Linked DNA regions of Anser cygnoides: region 2 is linked to region 1. The links are chromatin contacts, called in public Hi-C maps. All regions are on one chromosome and are shown on one strand. The core of a region is the stretch at or near the end of the contact, and the rest is flanking DNA. Distances in the headings are between cores, read along the strand shown. Region 1 holds the start of MED7 (mediator complex subunit 7). Region 2 holds the start of LSM11 (LSM11, U7 small nuclear RNA associated).

Evidence for each region. A called contact is a pair of places that touch in the nucleus more often than the background predicts.
Region 2: a contact with region 1 is called in a Hi-C map of liver, with 2.3 times the contacts expected there. The contact joins the promoter of LSM11 here to the promoter of MED7 in region 1. A contact is called at or near these places in 2 of 7 Hi-C or Micro-C datasets (both in liver).

The regions. Positions count from the first base shown.
Region 1 is chr14:8,043,200-8,047,989 of Taihu_goose_T2T_genome, reverse strand. MED7 (mediator complex subunit 7) reads left to right here and starts at 2,090. Exons shown (of 2, transcript XM_048057239.1): 1 at 2,090-2,232; 2 at 2,682-3,652. The coding sequence starts at 2,701. The coding sequence ends at 3,393. LOC136786398 (a long non-coding RNA gene) reads left to right here. Exons shown (of 3, transcript XR_010824947.1): 3 at 1,408-1,882.
Region 2 is chr14:8,205,517-8,210,306 of Taihu_goose_T2T_genome, reverse strand. It overlaps LSM11 (LSM11, U7 small nuclear RNA associated), which reads right to left and starts at 1,971. Exons shown (of 4, transcript XM_066977305.1): 1 at 1,522-1,971. The coding sequence starts at 1,945. It overlaps THG1L (tRNA-histidine guanylyltransferase 1 like), which reads right to left. Exons shown (of 6, transcript XM_048057451.2): 6 at 3,980-4,790. The coding sequence ends at 4,644.

The DNA of each region.
Region 1 (4,790 bases), core at 841-3,340:
TGTGGCATGAGAGACTACCAGAGTCCCAGCTCAAAGCATGACATCCAAAGGATCCCGTCAGTCTATGGAGGCCATAAGTTCCATAGCTATGATAGGAAAGTGGTGAATGGTGGCAACTTTTTAAACTTCTTCATTCTTTAACTTTTTTTTTTAAATATTATTATTATTTAAGTATGTATTTATTTGGGAACCAAATGACCAGTTTTCTTAAAGGTGGCTTTTACTAACAAGTTACATACTAGCACATATCATACATTTCAGAAGGTTGGTTTCCCCAGATACAGTGCTGAAGTGCTGAAAACAGAAAGCAACATGGCCAAACCATGTCATACTGTTTTTTTACTTCTGCATTGTGTTGCCCAGCATGGCTGGCCTTTAGGATATTTATGCACAAAGAATAAGAGCTTTCTGTACTCAAACTCCTGAGTCTGAACAATCCATTCAGAGCTTACACTACTCAATGCTCATCACATTTCAGTCATTATGGATCTGTTCCTGAAAAGAACACTAGATTAATTCACGTCTTGGGGCACCACAAAATCCTTAATGTAAAGAGCTTTGTTTCACATTTTAAGCAGAAGTATTGACATCCAGGGTAGAAAGTGTGAAGACATTGCTTCAGGTATTAGACAACATCAGATCTGGAAGTCTAGAGATTATTGACAAATGCAGATTCCGCCCAAACCAACTTAGTGTCAGTTTTTCCTAAATCAAAACTGTAAGTCATTTCCAAATGGCAAGAATATCCTCCTTTGGACAACATGCCTAAATTGAGGCCCATTTACCCAAGAAATCCTTGGGTCTATATCTGTAAACACGACATAGGCCATATCCATGCATATATGCATGTAGATAAATACTAAACTATAACCACACTGATGACATCAGTCTGTGAATACAGAAAAAAGTCAAGGAACAAACCTTTAACTCAGACTGAGTAATCAACAGATACTTGACTAGGTAACTGAAGTCATCAGCGATTATCTTTGAATATGTGTAAATACTAATACAGCACTTCCAAAGAATAAGGGCATCAACCTTCATAATGGGAGAGATTTCTTCAGTAAGTTCACTGAAGACCACCCTTCCTTCCCACATGACAGACACTGTCCTTCTCGCTAAATCATGAATGTCACAACGGGGTTCATTTCTGCGAAAATATAGTTTGCCAGACTCTTTTGATGCCAAGGGGTTGCACTCATCATCAGGCCTGCCTCAGCTGTAGAGTGTGTTTTTTGGTTCGGACTATTTCAACATTCAGATAATCAGTAAAATGTAAGCAGCAAATGTTTTCAGGTTTTCTAGTCAAATTAACAATTCTGAAGTTTCTTTGCATTGTTTTATAAATAATTGGCAGGATCCAAAGGGATAATAAAATAATCAATTTTTTTTTTTTTTCCCCAAAAGTGATCTTGAAAAGAAACTCTGTAAAAGATACTGCATGTATACACAACGGGTTCCTGCAAAACCAAGGATATTACTGCCACCTGCCGAGGAAGAGAAGGAACAGAACATAAATGCCCAGGTGTCAAAACCTCCTCTTTTTCAGTTGGCCATTTCGGGGAGAAATTCCTGCAGAGGCAATGCCAGCGAGCCCCGCTGCCCAAGACCCACAAAGTGGAAAATATAAATCCACATTTTTTTCCTTCAGCTCTTCGTGGAACGAAAATGAAAGAAAACCACTGGAGCCCAGCTGTTTGTGACAGCCTTTATGTACTCAGGCTTGGATGTTTAGATAAAGGAACACTGCAAACACTTTCCAAGCAAATGCTTTTATTTCGTGACCAGGGATGACACCGAAGTTTCTGACGCATGGAAGCACTATGTACGACCACCACATAATTTAGTGGTTAAAGTCTCAGAATTCTGTTGGAGATCGCAGTCTAAGTATTTTCCTTCCAAGCAGTCCCTGCTGCTTTGGGGTGGCAGCCACCAAGCACCAGTCGGTGCACACCTAAGTTCTGAGAGGACCTCAGGCCTACGGAAGCCACTCGAGCCCCCAACATGGCGCCCCCTCCATGGCGACGCCCCGCCCCAGGCACCGATCGGCACCGCCTCCCGAGAGAGCGCTGCCTCTGAATGGAGCAAACTTCAGACCGGCGTTCGGAACAACCAATCAGAGCGCGCCGCTCTCCCAGCCCTCGCTCGGCAAGCCAATTGGGAGGGGGAACAAAAGGGGGTGCCGGCGGAAGCGCGGTGCTGGCGGAAGGCTGAGGGGAGCGCGGCGCGCAGGTGAGGGCAAACGGCCGGGCAGCTCCGTCCCGCCGCCGCCTCGGGGCCTGTCAGGGCCCGGCCGGGGCTGCGGTGTGGAGGCCGCCCCCTGCCCTGCGGGCCGGGCCTGCCTCCCGGTGGCTGTTTGCTACCGCTCCCCGCCTTCCTGGGTCGGGCCGTGGCCAGGGAAGGGCTGTCCCCCCTCTTCCTGTGGCTGCGCTGTGTGCAGGCTGGCTCTGCGCGGGCTGAGAGGCGAGTGCTTGATGTGCCTCTCGTGAGGGTAGTTGTGGTGGGAGTATATCTCAGTGAAGAGCTAACATGGGTTTATTGGGGGAGCTCCGTGTGTTATCCACACCGAGACAGCTTCTGCTTGGTGCGTTGCCTCAACGTAGCCCTCACACAGTACCTTTATTTATATTATAGGTTTGTTACGCAGTCTGTATAACATGTATTTCTTTGGCATTCCCTAGGTACTTTCATCTGGCAAAAATGGGTGAGCCCCAGCAAGTGAGTGCTCTTCCTCCGCCTCCAATGCAATATATAAAAGAATATACTGATGAAAATATCCGTAAAGGCCTGGCACCAAAGCCACCTCCGCCTGTGAAAGACAGTTACATGATGTTTGGTAATCAGTTTCAGTGTGATGATCTAATTATCCGACCCTTGGAAAGCCAGGGTATTGAACGCTTGCATCCTATGCAGTTTGATCACAAGAAGGAATTAAGAAAGCTTAATATGTCTATCCTGGTCAACTTCCTGGATCTCTTGGATATCTTGATAAGGAGTCCAGGGAGTATAAAGCGAGAAGAGAAACTGGAGGACTTGAAACTGCTCTTTGTTCATGTCCATCATCTTATAAATGAGTACCGTCCTCACCAAGCTAGGGAGACCTTGCGAGTCATGATGGAAGTGCAGAAACGTCAGCGTTTGGAAACTGCAGAACGATTTCAGAAGCATTTAGAGCGAGTTGTGGAGATGATTCAGAACTGCCTGGCTTCTTTGCCTGATGACCTGCCTCACTCAGAGGGAGGACTGCGAGTGAAAACAGAACCAATGGACACTGATGATGGCAACAACTGCATTGGACAGAGTGAAAAACAGAGAGAGCGTTCTGGTTGCAAGAGAGATCAGGTTTTAGACAAAGATGCAGCTATGTGTAGCATTATTGATGAAATGACATGAAAAAGCTTCTTCCATTAGCTCACTACAAGGAGAAGCAGAATAGATTCTGAAGGTCTATGTTATGTTTTGTTTTCCTGTTATACAAGCAGTCAAAGCATTTATAGTGCACCTCTTGGGGGGAGGTTGTGAGTGATTAAGCAGATGAAAATGTTTAATATTTTGTGAACTGTGTGTGCATTGTTAAAAAAAAGTGTGCTTTTTGTTAAATGATTCATGTGATGTGGAAGCCACATATTAAAGTTATTTTTTCTGACTTATATCCATTTGTTGTTTGCAGCCTTTTTGGGTGTGCTTCTTTTTTTTTTTTAATTGCTTTAAGATATGGAAGCAAGGGATCTGACTGACAGAAATTGAAACTGACAATTCCACCATTCCAAATACATAATGGCTGTTTACACTTTCAGTGGGTCTTTTCAGGAATGTATAATTTGATATTAAAAATGAAATCAGTGGCAAGTCTGAGAAATACATTCTTTTCTAGCTTTTTAGTATATAACTGTATTTAAGACAACTTAAGAATTGCTTTTTTATATATGTAATGCAGTGTAATTTCTCTTACAGAGATGCTGTCAGGAATCTAAACAATTAAATAGATTAAAATTATATATTTTTAATTTTGTTGGATATAAATTATAACCAGTCTTGAAAGTACAGAAATGCCTACTTTCTGTTGACGCTTAGACTAACTTTTTGTTTCCTGCATAGCTGATAAATGTGTATGAAGTAAATAATTTTGCAGTGTGGATGCTTTGCATTTGCCTTTCAGGTGGGCTGTATGCCCAGCTGAGCATTTTTCTTGAAGGAGAGTCTGATTGGGTAATTAGCCTTTACACTAATTGAGAACTTTAAGTTCGAAAGATCCTTGAAATATTCTGTCAAGTGGAAGCCGTATCATCCATGTTTAAATAAAACTGTAGTTTATTTAAGGGAAATGAGGATTTTGTAATGAGGAAGTGGCTTCTTTACCCAACCCGTCCTGTTGGGGAAATCCTACTTCTGTCTTTTTGCCATGCAACACTGTGTGTTTTCCAGAGTATACAGCTAAAAAAGAAAATGGCTAGATTTCATGGGTGAGGGAACTCATTCAAACTCAGTTTTACACAGTGATCTTGCAAGCTATGTCTCTTTTATTGGATAATTCAGTTATTTTTAGAAATACATATTTATTTAAATGGGCAGACAGAACTTAGCTGTTGGGTGGTGGGAACTGAATTCAGCGCAGATGAAGATGGAATGAACTGATGCAAATAGGTGACTCACTGCAGGATCTCACCCGCTAATTTAAGTACGTGTAATATGAGTAATAAGAAATGGAAGCATGTTTTTGAGAAATGCACAGCTTTACAAAGTTAACATATCCGTCCTCTATACAAACAGTACTCTTTCCTTCCTTCTCC
Region 2 (4,790 bases), core at 722-3,221, 160 kb before region 1:
ACAATGGGCAAAATTTTGTGTCCATTTTACATTTCTGACACACGGAATTTAAGGAACAAGTCACACATTGTCACTGCTGCCTGGGAGCACAGCAACACAACCATGGGATGCAGTAAAGCACGAACCACACATATCGTACATGCCTCCAGAGGCAGCTATTGCCTTAGGATCCAAGCTTCGATCATAGCCAACCTGCTATGCAGACAGGCCCCCTAGTTGCAGGGAAAGCACACAGTTTTGAAAAAAAATAAACTCTTCAGACTGCTGAACAGCACTTTAGATGCCAGTTGAGCCAGTCTTCTTCAAAGTCCCCGCTGTCTAGTCTTAGATGTGTGGACGTTAAATATGTGCTCGTAATGGAAACATGTAACCTCCTCACTGGACCACTGCTACAGTTAATTTTTACAGTGCATTTTTTCAGTTTCAATCACAGTAATCCAAATACAGATTCTTTATATTAAGATCCTGAATCAATATCTAAGGTCAATTCTTTTGGAAATCCTACTTAAACAGAGCCTCTGCATTTGTGGAAAACTCTCAACTGACATGATCAGATTGCGGATCATACAGCACCTCTGGAAAGGAATATGTTGTTTTGGTGTCTAAGCAAGAAAAAGGTTCTGCTTTAGGCATTCAGAGTTGAACATTTGGGGTTTGTCTGTTTATAAAGAGCATTAAGGTGATGTTGGCGATGGGAAGAGATATTTTGACTCCAGTAAACCTGCAGTATTTTTAATTAAGCGCACTAAATTTGCATCTCATTTGCTTCTTGGTGTGGGTCCACAAGTTGCACCCCTTATGTTCAGGGGCTATTTCCCTGACTGCGTATGGAAGTTTACACAAGAAATTTGTATCATCCCCACAGACGACGAATTTATCATCACAGTTCCCTCCTGCCTCAATCCGCTGCTCTATCATCACATCAGTAGAAACACCAGTGCTGTATTTATGCCCCCAGGATGCACATTTAGTAGCCAAGAGAGCACAGTGTGTTGCGGGCTCACGCTGTGGTTATCACTTAACTACTAGCTCCATGGGCTGAAATCTGATTCCAGGTTTAAGAACGGTACTTCTGGAAGCACAACACTTTCTCGTCCTTCCTTTCCATTAAGAAGATGGATGTGACCAACCAAATGACCAAGGAGGATGTCACAACAAAACGAGCATCATCTCCAGTGAGCATTTCTGCGTTCGGCGTTTTACCAAGCCCGCCGTCCCCATTTCCCCCCGAGCTCCCTCAGTCCCTCTCCCTGACCCTGTCACCCCGCTGTCACCCCACCTCCCGCCTCACTCCGTACCCCCATGCCCCAGCACACCCCCTGGCACCCAGTGGCCGAGCCCGGGCCCCCTGCCCTTGCTCCAGCCCCCCTATACCTCAAGCCCCCCATTCCCGGCACCCCCATACCTCAGACCCTCCACAGCCTGGACCCCATGCCTCAGCCCTCCACACCTCAGCCCCCCCCATTCCTAGCCCCCCAAACCTCACCCCCCCACGCCTCAGCCCCCCCCCCCCGCCCTTACGGGGCATCCTGGTGAGGACGTTGCGCGGTGCCCTCCTGCGCCGAGCCGCCGCTCCCCCCGTGGCCGCCTCCTGCTCGGGCCCGGCGTTGACCATGAGGCTGCGGAGCCGCTGGATGCGCTCGGGGTCGGCGGCGGCGGGGCCGCGGCGGGCGGAGCGGGCGGAGGGGCCGCGGCGGGCGGCGGCGGCGGCAGCGGCGGGGCGGCGGCCCCGCGGGCGGAGCAGGCCGCGCTGGAAGCTCTCGTACTCGGCGAGGTTGTTGAAGCACGGGGCGCCGGGGAAGGGCAGCGGCGTGCGGGCCGAGTACAGCGCCAGCAGCGGGTCGAAGCGGCTGGAGCTCACGTCCAGGCGGCCGGGGCTCGGCGAGCGCTCGGCCCCCGCCCGGCGGCGCCGCTGCTGCTCCGCGGCCCCCTCGGCTTCCTCCATGGCGGGCGGCGCCCGGCCCGCCGCTAGGGGGCGCCGCAGCGCCGCCCGCCGGCCCCGCAAGCTAAGCAGGGCCCGGGGCGGGCCGCGCCGGGAGGGGAGACCGCCCAGCACCGCCCGCGGAGGCGGGGCGCGGGGAGGTGCGAATTAACGGTGTGTTAATGGGAAATTAGCGGTGCTGGCGGCGAGCAACGGTTTCCCTCGCCGCTGCTGCTGCCCTCTGCAGCCGCCAGAGGCCTCTGGCGGTCCCGGTGCTGCAGCGAACAGGGTCATTCTTATTTGAATGTGCTGAGTGGCACAGAATACAAGACCTATTTGTCACAGGACACGTTAACGCTGCGGGGTTTCTTTACTGCAACAGATTCCCCCACCTACCGTTGGTCTTCCATAACCGCTTCCCATAGCTTTAATGGTTCCTGTTACAACAGTATAACATCAGGCCGAGCTTGCTGCCCAACCTCAGGAAGCGTCTGTTTCTTCACAGCCCCAAAGAAACTTTATGCAGGAGGATACCATGTGCTTGAGTCCATTACATTCTTTCCCCCCACAGTATTTAAAGTCATAAAAATTCAAGACCAGAGTTGTAAAGACAATCTATATCTTGGTTCAAAACTCTATTATACTATATAGTAGTACTAAACTAGATGTTTACTTACTACACATCGTTGTATGAGTTAAATGGAAAACACTTGACAGCAGGACCTAATACACACATACTATGGTATCTCTCCTTATGTATCAGGTAGTCATGATATATGATTAAAAACCCCTACATGATGCTTTTTCAAGGAGGATCGTTATTGCCGAAGTTGTTTTCATCTTTGCTCAGAATGCAAAATCCAAACACTACCAACTCTGGAGCAGTTGCTCTGTACGTCATGTCCAAAGTCAAGCCCTAGATAGCAACGTGGCACATCAAAGTCGAGCAAATGACAATTTTGCTGTAAGACCAAAACACACACACACACACACAAAAAACAGATAGGAAGTTCTCAATGCTAAATGACTGCGGTGCAATGATTCATTCAGAATCACCACCACACACTCCCTCATATCCTCTTCCTGAGGAATTAAACAGGCCCTTCGACAAGCTAAAAATGGTATACATTCTCTTATTGCTCAGCATTAGTATACATCGGGGACAGGAAACTGCTATCACGAATGCACAGACTTATTCTTCATTCTCAGAAAAAGGAAGAAATTGCAAAGTAATATTTTACTTCAGTATCTGTATAGAGTGTTTTTTCAAAAAAAGTTTGCACATTGCCTTAAATGTATAAGTTCTTCCCGTAGTAAGAAAAGGGTGAAAGCAGAGAGTCAATTCATGACAGTAACTCAGTACTGACCTTATTTGGCCACATTTAATGCTCTCCTTCCATTTTTATGGCCAGTCCCAACTGCTGGTTCTCTCTCCCTTAGCGAACTGGCTGGCGAGCTGTAGCTATGTCAGTGCCATGTTTCTGAGACCAGCACGGTTAAAGCACTACCATTCTTATATCATTACAGTTGTATTTCTGAAATAGGCATTTATACTGAAATAAGTTATTTCCCTCAAAGTCTAGTTACATTTGGACAAGTCCCTTTACATTAGAAGCATTTGTGCTCCCAGAGGTTGAATGATTTAACTGTCTTGACAGAGATTAACCAAGTTATACAAGAACTAAACTGTGCAGAGAGCAAGCAACACACACCCTCCTTTCTTTAACTAAGAGGTATTGTCATGACTGCTACATCTGTATCATCCCCAAGAAAACCAGAGAACAGTAATAATAAAATTACTGCTGGCATCCTCCTTAAAGGCACCAAGAAACTACCCTGTGCTGCTATCTTTCACTCCACTGCACAGGAGGAGACAAATTACTTCCCAGGCCACAGAAGATGAGAGCACAATGTCTGTCCATACCCTAACAAAACTCAACTCTGTACGGTTTATTATTAGCTTAACTGTTTGAAACCTTCACTAATTACTACTAAAAATATTAGTAATGGGAAAGTCCAAATAATAAACAATGAGAAAGTCAAATAATAAACACAGCAGAGAATAAATCACTAGTTTTTAATATTTTAAAAAGTATAAAACCCTGTACATTTGACAAAAGCTTTTTAAAAATTCGTCATAGGAAACTGCTAGGCTTTCCCTTCTGTAAGGATGAGACATTATGTAGTTGAACAATTTGTTGCTAAGGTCAACCAAACACACTGGCCTTGAAATTTAATACTAAATGCCAACTGAAATATTATTTAATACTAAATACCAACTGTCTCTTATCTGAAAGAAAAAAGTATTTTTTCTTCTGCTTTTAACTACTCAAATGTACAATTTTTTCATTTTGTTTGTTTTTAATCATTTGGCAGTTCAATACAATTCCCCATGATTTAAATGCTATAGAAATAGCTGACATTTCTATACGCTTTTTCTACAAATATGCATTTACAAGGAACAATCAATTTATGATGAGTTCTTAACATTTAAAATATAATATGATTTTGGATTTTCCAAATGGAGATATCCTTGTATGTCAGACAACATTCCAGTGCCTCCTTTTCATGCAACTATAGTGCTAAAAGCTGCTGTAAAGCTTCTGCTGAAGCTGCTGAAGAGGAATGTAAGTCGAACTCTGCCAGCCACCGTCCATGCTCCTCAGGTGCCAACAAGCCAAGCAGAGCAAATCATTAACTACCAGTTATACTCATCCAGGTATCAACTATCCTCAGCCAGAATCTCAGGATATTCCTCCCAGAACTGGTCCCCAATAATGTCACAGTGCAGGGGGACAGCTTTAGTCCTACTCCGTGTCACTTCGATTTCCTTTTCTTCTGTTTCCTTTGGCAGTTTTATTTTCTTAGT